Linked DNA regions of Mus musculus: region 1 is linked to region 2. A link is a contact called in public promoter capture Hi-C data. All regions are on one chromosome and are shown on one strand. Each heading gives the region's core, a stretch centred on a gene start, on an enhancer-like site or on the middle of the called end of the contact. The rest is flanking DNA. Distances are from core to core; before and after follow the strand shown.

Region 1 (3,832 bases), core at 1,279-3,778, 140 kb before region 2:
TACAAAAGCAGTCTGCTCCTGGCATAGCTTCTGACCTTTCAAATATCTCATCAGTCTGCCGGCACCACTGCCAAGGGACAGATGGCGTGGAGAGCCTCTCACTTCACAAACACTTTAACCAGCGGCCTTGCTCTTAGCTCTTTCCAAGGTTAGCATTTCCATAGCAAGACTTATTCTTTGTCCACCCCAATGGAGGACAGCTCTACATCTGTCTTCTTCCTCAAGTGTTTCAAGACAATTCTGTGTTGTAACCTTGCCACAGTAACACTATGCTGAATCCCCACATTCACCATTCCAGATCAATCAAAAGTCTGTTTTAATTCATAAGCTCAATTAAGATAGGAGTGTCACTGAAGAGAAGGGAAAAGATTGGGCCCGAGAGAAAGCAAAGCTGGTGACAGTGCTTGCTGCCAAGCCTGAAGATGTGGGTTTGATCCCTGGAATTCACATAGAAGAAAAACTGACTCCAGCAAGTTATCTTTGACCTTCATAGTGTATGACACTCTCCCCTCCGCCCCCGCCCCAAAATAACACTTTTAAAACGTGAAAAGAGGCAGCCTTACTTCTGACGAACCTGGCCTAAGCACTGTGTATAGAGACTTCCACTTTGTCTTTTCAGAATTATTGTGAGGAGAGAGGATCTAGACGAACAGCAACGTCTTTAATAAAACTCTGAAGGGATCTGTGCACCCTCTTTTCTTACAGAAAGAGTGGCTGAGTGGAGAAAGACGCTAGCCCACATCCGCTCAGGAATTATCAGAAGCTGTTTTGAGGATGAAATAATAAAAAAATATAATCCCCTCTGGAAAGCAGAAGGTGCTACTAAAAGACACAGCACCATTATAATTCTAAATTCTCTCCAATGATATCACTCCTCAGCAAACTTAATGGACCTCCCCGAAAAGCTGAAGAACATTCTGGAATGTCTTGCTTTACTCCCACTTAACTCAATGATTCTCAAGGTCTGGGGTGACTGAATCTCTGGAAGTTCTGAAGTACCCTCTCAGCCATATCTCTGTGCCAAGAGCAGAAGCAGATTGGAAGGAGGGAGCTGCATCAAGAAAAATGTGCAAAAGTTTACTTTTTCCTCTGTATTACTAGCATGTAATATGTCACTTTTAATCGAATAAATACATATTTCTCATACAAGAAGTATTGGATTTCAATCTTTTTTAAAATGGTGCTGATAAAAATGCTATTAGCACTGACCTGTTTATATTCACTACAGCTACATTCCAGACTTAATTATGTTTGAAAACTCAAGTAGACTTGGCCAAGTGCGTAGGTAGATGAATGTTTTACACACATATTCATATATATGAACTCCCCTTAGTGACCAAAGCAGGGACAGAAAACAGCGACCGCGTGCCTCCCAACTGAGCTCAGGCTTCCCCTCCCTCTCACCTTGTTGGCTGGCAGTTGGTGCTCTTTTTTCTTTCTTTGAGACTGGGTCTCATGTAGCCAAGGCTGATCTCAAATTCCTGACCCTCCACACCTCCCAAGTGTTGGGATTACATACTCAGCTTCTCTCTTGCCTGACTCTCCTGTATTGTTCACATTTTTTTTATACTTGACAGTATTTAACAATGTATGAAGAAGCTATTTTTAAAGAGATAAGTCATTAGATTGGTTATACCTAATTGCTTAATTTTCCAGAAAATGTTTTTTCACTAAAAGTGTTGATGACAAAGAAAACATGGGAGCGGAGAGAATACATGTCTACAAAAGCCAACCAGGACTGATGTTACACACCCACCTCCATAACTCGGCTAACATAGGAAACCACAATCAAACCTTCCAATTTTTACATCTCATTTATCTCCACATGTGAAACAAATTTCCTACTCTTAAAATACAATATATAAAATTCTGTTATCAAATATCTTGAGAGTTTATTAACCACCTCAAATATTGATTATGGGATAAATCCCCAACAAAGTGTTTATCGATTAAATTTTTAGTTTCATATTTGGGAACTCTCAGAGTATATTTTTCCTGCTATAGATCCTGACAACACAAGTGCCAACTTCTCTTATGGATAACACAGTGAAAATGTACCATTATTAGAAAGATGAGCGCTGTCTATTCTTCCCAGGAAGGTGGCATTTTCCTTGACATCTAGTATGTCCTCTGGTGGAAGTTTATAAGACAAGGCAATCTGAGAACCACCCCCAGCCCTCCGTACACCCTGGAAAAGCCCTGCTAAATTAAAACACACTAGCTGGCTTAAATGGCTAGGAAATGCAGAACTGAAGATCTGGAGACTTGAAAGCCTGTATTTTAGGAGGGAAGAGACTCACAATTTCGCATAAAAATCACAGAATTCCTTGTAGACCTTTACGTCACTGTGCCTGCGCTGCAGGTTTGACACAGCCCTCTCGTCTTCATTCCCATTAGCTTCAAGGACGCTGTTAAGGGCTGTTTGGGGGATTTCTTCATTCTCTGGGATAGTGCACGGGCGTGCCCGTCCTGGGAAGGCCATTGTACAAGCTTGAGAGTTCAGAGTCCTGTGATGCCGAGCAGGATACAGAGAAGAGAAACAATATCCAGGCCTCCTGTTTCCCAGCCAGGGTCACTCCCACTGTTCCCACATGCGTCACCCAGCTGCCAGGGTCACTCCTGACTTTTCATGTTAAGAGCTCTGCAGCACAGCAGTCTGGATCTATTATGACTTCTAGAAGCTCCCAAAACCATTTCACGTGTTAGTGACAATTTGTGTCTGAGTGAGTCTCCATTTGGGTATACACAGAAATTTTTGAAAAGCTTGATAAGCTTCAGAAAGGACCTGTGAGCCCCTGAAGGGAAGCTCTATGTAGCCATTTATTATCTTTGTTCTTGATAAAAGTAACAGCATAGTAAAGGCTTCAATGAATGGAGCAGTGTAAACCAGACTAGAGTTTAACTGTAATTCTTCAATTTAATCCCAGCTAATCCTGTAACAGGAGAGTCACGGATTCTTCATGGTATTCCTGCTATATTTAGCTTAAACTACTACTGTCTTGTAATTGTGTTTGTCATGATGATAATAGCAACAGAGAAGCATGAGGCAACACAGGGTGCAGGGTTCTTCTGTGGTTCCATTCTCTAGTCCAACAAGCCATCCTACCCAAAGCAAGCACCTCAAAGAACTGTGAGCAGGCACGGCGCTAAGCACTGCAGGTCATAGTGATAACAGAAGAGCCATATGCCCTTTGAGAGACAAGCAACAGTTGAGACCTGAGTAACCGTGAATAGTGTCTCCTATCATATCACCATATCCTCTATGAAACAGGTGCTATTCACAAGTAAGAAAACCAAGGCCACAAAGAGGCTGAATAATAAGTGACAGGGCTATGCTGTAACTTCTATGAGAGAAAATGGCTGAACAGAATCACTGGGAAATAAAACAGGAACTCAAAACCAGTATATGGCAGGTACAAAATGGGACCAGAAGCAGGAACTGAGATCACACCTCCCTACTTTGAATCCAGAGATATCAAAATGATGAGGAATTCCAAGACTGCAGCCCTGGACCTGCTTGGACCCCAGACTGGTGGATGCCAGAAGAGGGAAAGCCCTAGAGACAGCTTCCCTGTGCAAATATCACCCTTTCCATTCATCTATACTCTCTTGGTTTTGGTTTCTTTTCATTAGGACAAAGTAAAACAGGAAGGACAGAACCAGACAATTCTTCAGCCTCGTGCTGACGGAGCATAAGCCACTCCTTCAGTTTCCTCTCTGAAGAAGGGGAAATAGAGCAGCGAAGTTGGGAGCCTGGCAGTGGCATAGCTGTTCTACTGCCACTGAGTGTGTAGCTACTGTGGCCACCAATCAAGCAGGACATGATCTCTGC
Region 2 (4,432 bases), core at 1,047-3,546:
ACTACCCTGAAAACTTGGAAGCATGTCCCATACATTCTATTATTTTTGTTGTAAATATTTGCTGTATAATCTCAAAGCAATAACTAAATTTCTATCAAACACGTGTATTAATCTATTTCATCAATACAGGTCTAGTTCCAAAGCTTAGGTCATCTCCCCAAATAAATTACTTGAGTACAAACTGTTTCAATTTCTAAAAATAAACTCTATCTGTTCTGGTTAGGAAAACAACAAGAAGAACAAACCCTTGGCGTTTAAAATTTTAAGTTAATGAGAATTCAAGAGTTCTTAAATGGGGCATCGACCAACTCCAGCATGTGCCTATACTTCCAACTTCCCAGAATGTCTGGAGGATTACACCTTGTGCCTTTTACATTTCAGCTGATTTCTCTAAAAGACATATTTAATTTAGAAAAATTTACAACTCATACGAAGTAAAAAAGGGTTTCATTTTACTATTAAAAAGATATTCCAGCCGGATGGTGGTGGTGCACGCCTTTAAATTCCAGCACTTGGGAGGCAGAGGCAGGCGGATTTCTGAGTTCGAGGCCAGCCTGGTTTACAGAGTGAGTTCCAGGACAGCCAGGGATACACAGAGAAACCCTGTCTCGAACCCCCACCCCCACCCCCCTCAAAAAAAAAGATATTCCTCTTGGGGTGGAGAGGTGGCTCAGTGGTTAAGAACACTGGCTGCTCTTCCAGAGGACCTGGCTTCAATTTCCAGAACCCACATGGTGGCTCACAACTGTAACTACAGTTCCAGGGAATCCAAAACTCTAACAAAGACATACATATAGGCAAAACACGCGCGCACACACACACTGAATTAAAAATTCATTTGTTCCTTTACTTATTCAAAGGCAACTGCAGGGCTAGGCATGGTGGTCTACTGAAAAGCTCTGATTTAAACCCAGTACCTGTACACCTTGCTTTGGCTTTCTGCAGGAGCATCATTTGCTTCTTGGCAAACTTGATGAGATCTTCTCTGGGCAACGTTTCTAGCTGAAAGATGGAGTCGTATTATTGAGTTTTAAAACCCATGCTTTTAGTACGGCCACCAAAAGAAACACAGTGTCTGCCGAAAACCAAAGAGAGACACTCTAAACAGTTGAGCCAGTCACATTTTTTAAATTGAGAAACGTAACTTCAATAACTAAAAGTAATTAGGTGAATGGAAAATCAAACCAAAACCCCAGCACAAAACTCTTACAGAGAACACTGAGTTCTCTAGCTGTACAAGAAGGGCTTGGAACTCAAGATTTCTCGAGCTGTAGAACTCATTCTGTTGGAAGCTAACAACATAACTACATTCACAGGTGAATCGGGTCACATTTAGACTTCAACTAAAATATTAGGGTTTACTAACTGAAAATTACTTAATCTTTGTGCACAACGTTTCCTCATCTGCAGAATGAGAATAGGGAAGATACGTATTTCAGGAAGCTTACCTGAAAGAATCTGTTACTTCAGCAAATGCCTAGAAATCAGTCTTCAAACACTACATTTTGGTAATAAATTGTGCCCCTACCTTTCTGAATCACTTAGCATAAAACATTGCACAGTGCTGTAAGAACAACCTTATTCCACCCTCAACTCTGGAGCTGGAGCCAACAGGATATAGTTCCTTGCTTCTTCCTGCCTCTTATCTAATCCCCTCGGCTTCGTGTCACTGTGTAAACTTTCATTAAACAGACTAGCTAAATGTTTGAAATACAGCATCGTGCTAACAAGGAGCAGGAAGTAAACAAACTGCTCGCACATCAGGAAATTTAAAAAAGAACAGGAAATCTGTAAGTAAATTAAAATGAAACTCCCTGAGGAAAGGTTAGTTCTTTTTTTTTTTTTTTTTTTTTTTTAAATAATTCTCCCCATGCCAAAGTTTTCCGATTCATTAACCTTATGCGCTACAGGGAACCAGGCGGCTGAGTGCTCTCCTCACCTTGGATTTCGGGGTCCCGGAGGGTGCTGCAGCTACGGCATCTGGAGCAGAATCCTGTAAAACAAACCATAAAAAGAGCTCATCCCAATTCCAGGTACAAGGCGCGGCCAAACAAATCTGTGCAGAGGAGGACCCCTTTAGGCGGTAGGGACCGGAGCTGGGCCGTCGCCACGGCCGGAGCCAGCACCAGGTTCAATGCCAAGCGCCGCGGCGGGGGTCTGGGCGCGAGGGCGGGGACAGGGTGCTCCCATGCCCTCCCACCCCTCGAGCGGCACAGCGGGCCAGCGGGGCGGCGCGACGCCCACCGTTACCTCCATCGCGGCTGCGACCCGCGGCTGCCTCCACCGCCTCTTCAGGAGTCTCGGCTGCTCCGCCTCCGAGGCTGCCGAGCGCGGGTCAAAGGTCTCGTTACGAGGCGACTACGCCTCCCCGCGTCTCCAAGGCTACGCAGAGCTGGCACTTCCGCTTCCTCCTTGGTGTCCGGGAGGAAGTCGTCTTTGCGCAGGTCCCCTGGCCGGTGCCGGAACGCGCTGAGTCGCCCTGCACTACTACCCTGTGCCAGGTGACAGGTTTGAGCACACGTTCCTTTGATCACTTCGTTTTCTAATTTTTAAAGATGTGCTTTACAAATATAACTATCCCGACTAGCAGGCATATGTGAAACAAATAGTTTTATAGGTGACTTTAATTCTGTCATGTTCAAAATAGGTTCCTCTGTGAGTAGTAATAAGGAATAAATTACTGAATCCGTTACTTTCTCAGGAGTTTCAAAATGCTGGCATGCTGTCTCTGTATTGCTAAATATTAATTTGCCGGCTGAGGTGCTTCTCGTGTTGTTTATATTGTCAACTTGAAAGGATCTAGAATCATCTAGGAGAGAGCCTCTAGACATGTATGTGAAATTTATCTAGATTAGATTACTTGAGCTATGGAGACCCCCAGTAACTGTGGGTGGCAGCATTCCACAGACTGGTAACCCTGGTTGCATAAAAAAGGATAACTCAGACTGAATTCCAGCATTCACTTCAAAGAACCCATCGAGGTCACAGTGTGGGAAGGTACACGTGACTAGTCTGATGAGGGCCCTCCCTTGTGGTTACGAATGAGAGAAGACAGGGTAAAGAGATTCCAGGTTCTGTCAAGAGTCCTGCAGGCCTTCTTTTTCCTTGTAGTTGCTCACAAGGGGATGAAGGCAAGATAAGGAAGATAAAACCAATCCAAACCCCAGAGGACTCTAGAGAAGGAAGATACTACAATATAGATTTTCGTTGTTATTGTCTAATAGAACACGTTTAGACTGACCTAGACCCTAAAATAATGCCTGATATTTTTCTATAGTTAAGCCTGGCCTAAACATAAACTAGAGGACAGAGCAAGTGGCCGCTGGTGGCGAATATTAATTAACATGTTGTATTTTCATAGGTGAGAGGGTGTTTTTCAGCAGGTTTTTCAGGTTGTCTACTTCCAGGTGTAGACATACACTAATTGCAGGTATAGGCCTTCAAGCAGTTGGGCCCTCACCCCCAAGTAGAGCCAGAGCGTTTTCCAAGTTCCGTATGGGAAAAGCCAGGTGTTTTTGTTGGTTTTGATCATGGCTTCTGGAAGTCATATGGCATGACCTTTACAAAATATAAAGACATCAAATTCCCTGGTAATACCGTGAGGGGAGAAAATCATTACCCCCTGTCAGTCCTCAGTCCCAATACACAGCCCAGCAAGCGGCTGTGTGCCTTCTCTCTTATTTCTCTGATCCTTCAGGAACAGTTATTTTTTTCAGTTTTACAGTGGTGGACCAAATTCCTTCTGTTCGTCAGGTTTCTTGCACTATTTAAATTCAGTGAGAAGCTGGGTCTAGAGGTGGGATTTTCCTGTAGATACATTTTTTTTTTAAATCTTAAATTGCCCTCTGACTGAAACATCATGATTTGTATCATGCTGGTCTCCTAACTTTGTATTCAGAGAAAGGAGAACAGCAAAATAGCCCAAGGTAAAAAGCATTAGGTTCTTGAAAAGAGCTGAAGAGTAAACTATTCCCAAAAGAGAGTACAATTGTTTACCCCTTGAAATAAGAACAGCTTCAGTACCCTGAGCTAGCACCGATTTGAATATAAGCTCCCTGAGGACTAGGTTTCTTGGTACCTGAAGGCACCATGTAAGCTTCCAGAGAAGGGAACAACAGTCCTTTCCGGCTATGCCACCTTTGAACCACATCCACCAGCACAGCCTGGTAATCAGAGTTCAGTATGACAAGTATGCCTTGGACTTCATTGGACTAATTTGACTTAAGACCTGCTCAACAAGAGGGAAGCCATGCCTCATGGAAACCAACCTAACTACTCAGTGCTACTTAAGTTGTGGTTGTTGGAGGAGAGTCTACAACCATTAATTTACTAAGCCAGCATAACCCCCAGCAATATAAATACTTGTACCCTCAGATGAGTATAGTCTTTACCCCTCATCAAGGAAACTTTTCTTTGCAACAGGTGGAGCCAC

The links. Promoter capture Hi-C pulls out the DNA fragments that hold promoters and counts their contacts.
Region 1: a contact with region 2 is called in a promoter capture Hi-C map of pre-B cells, with 2.7 times the contacts expected there. The contact joins the promoter of Lims1 here to the promoter of Gcc2 in region 2. A contact is called at or near these places in 5 of 39 promoter capture datasets (the 3T3-L1 cell line, the C10 cell line, pre-B cells and 1 more), 1 of 15 datasets of contacts at CTCF or cohesin (the NIH/3T3 cell line), 3 of 484 Hi-C or Micro-C datasets (common lymphoid progenitors, embryonic stem cells and erythroblasts) and 3 of 9 other capture datasets (adipose tissue, liver and pancreatic islet).

Annotation. Positions count from the first base shown.
Region 1 is chr10:58,393,069-58,396,900 of GRCm38.p6, reverse strand. It overlaps Lims1 (LIM and senescent cell antigen-like domains 1), which reads right to left and starts at 2,528. Exons shown (of 11, transcript NM_001193303.1): 1 at 2,301-2,528. The coding sequence starts at 2,482.
Region 2 is chr10:58,253,390-58,257,821 of GRCm38.p6, reverse strand. Gcc2 (GRIP and coiled-coil domain containing 2) reads right to left here and starts at 2,296. Exons shown (of 23, transcript NM_027375.2): 1 at 2,251-2,296; 2 at 1,940-1,993; 3 at 918-1,002. The coding sequence starts at 2,256.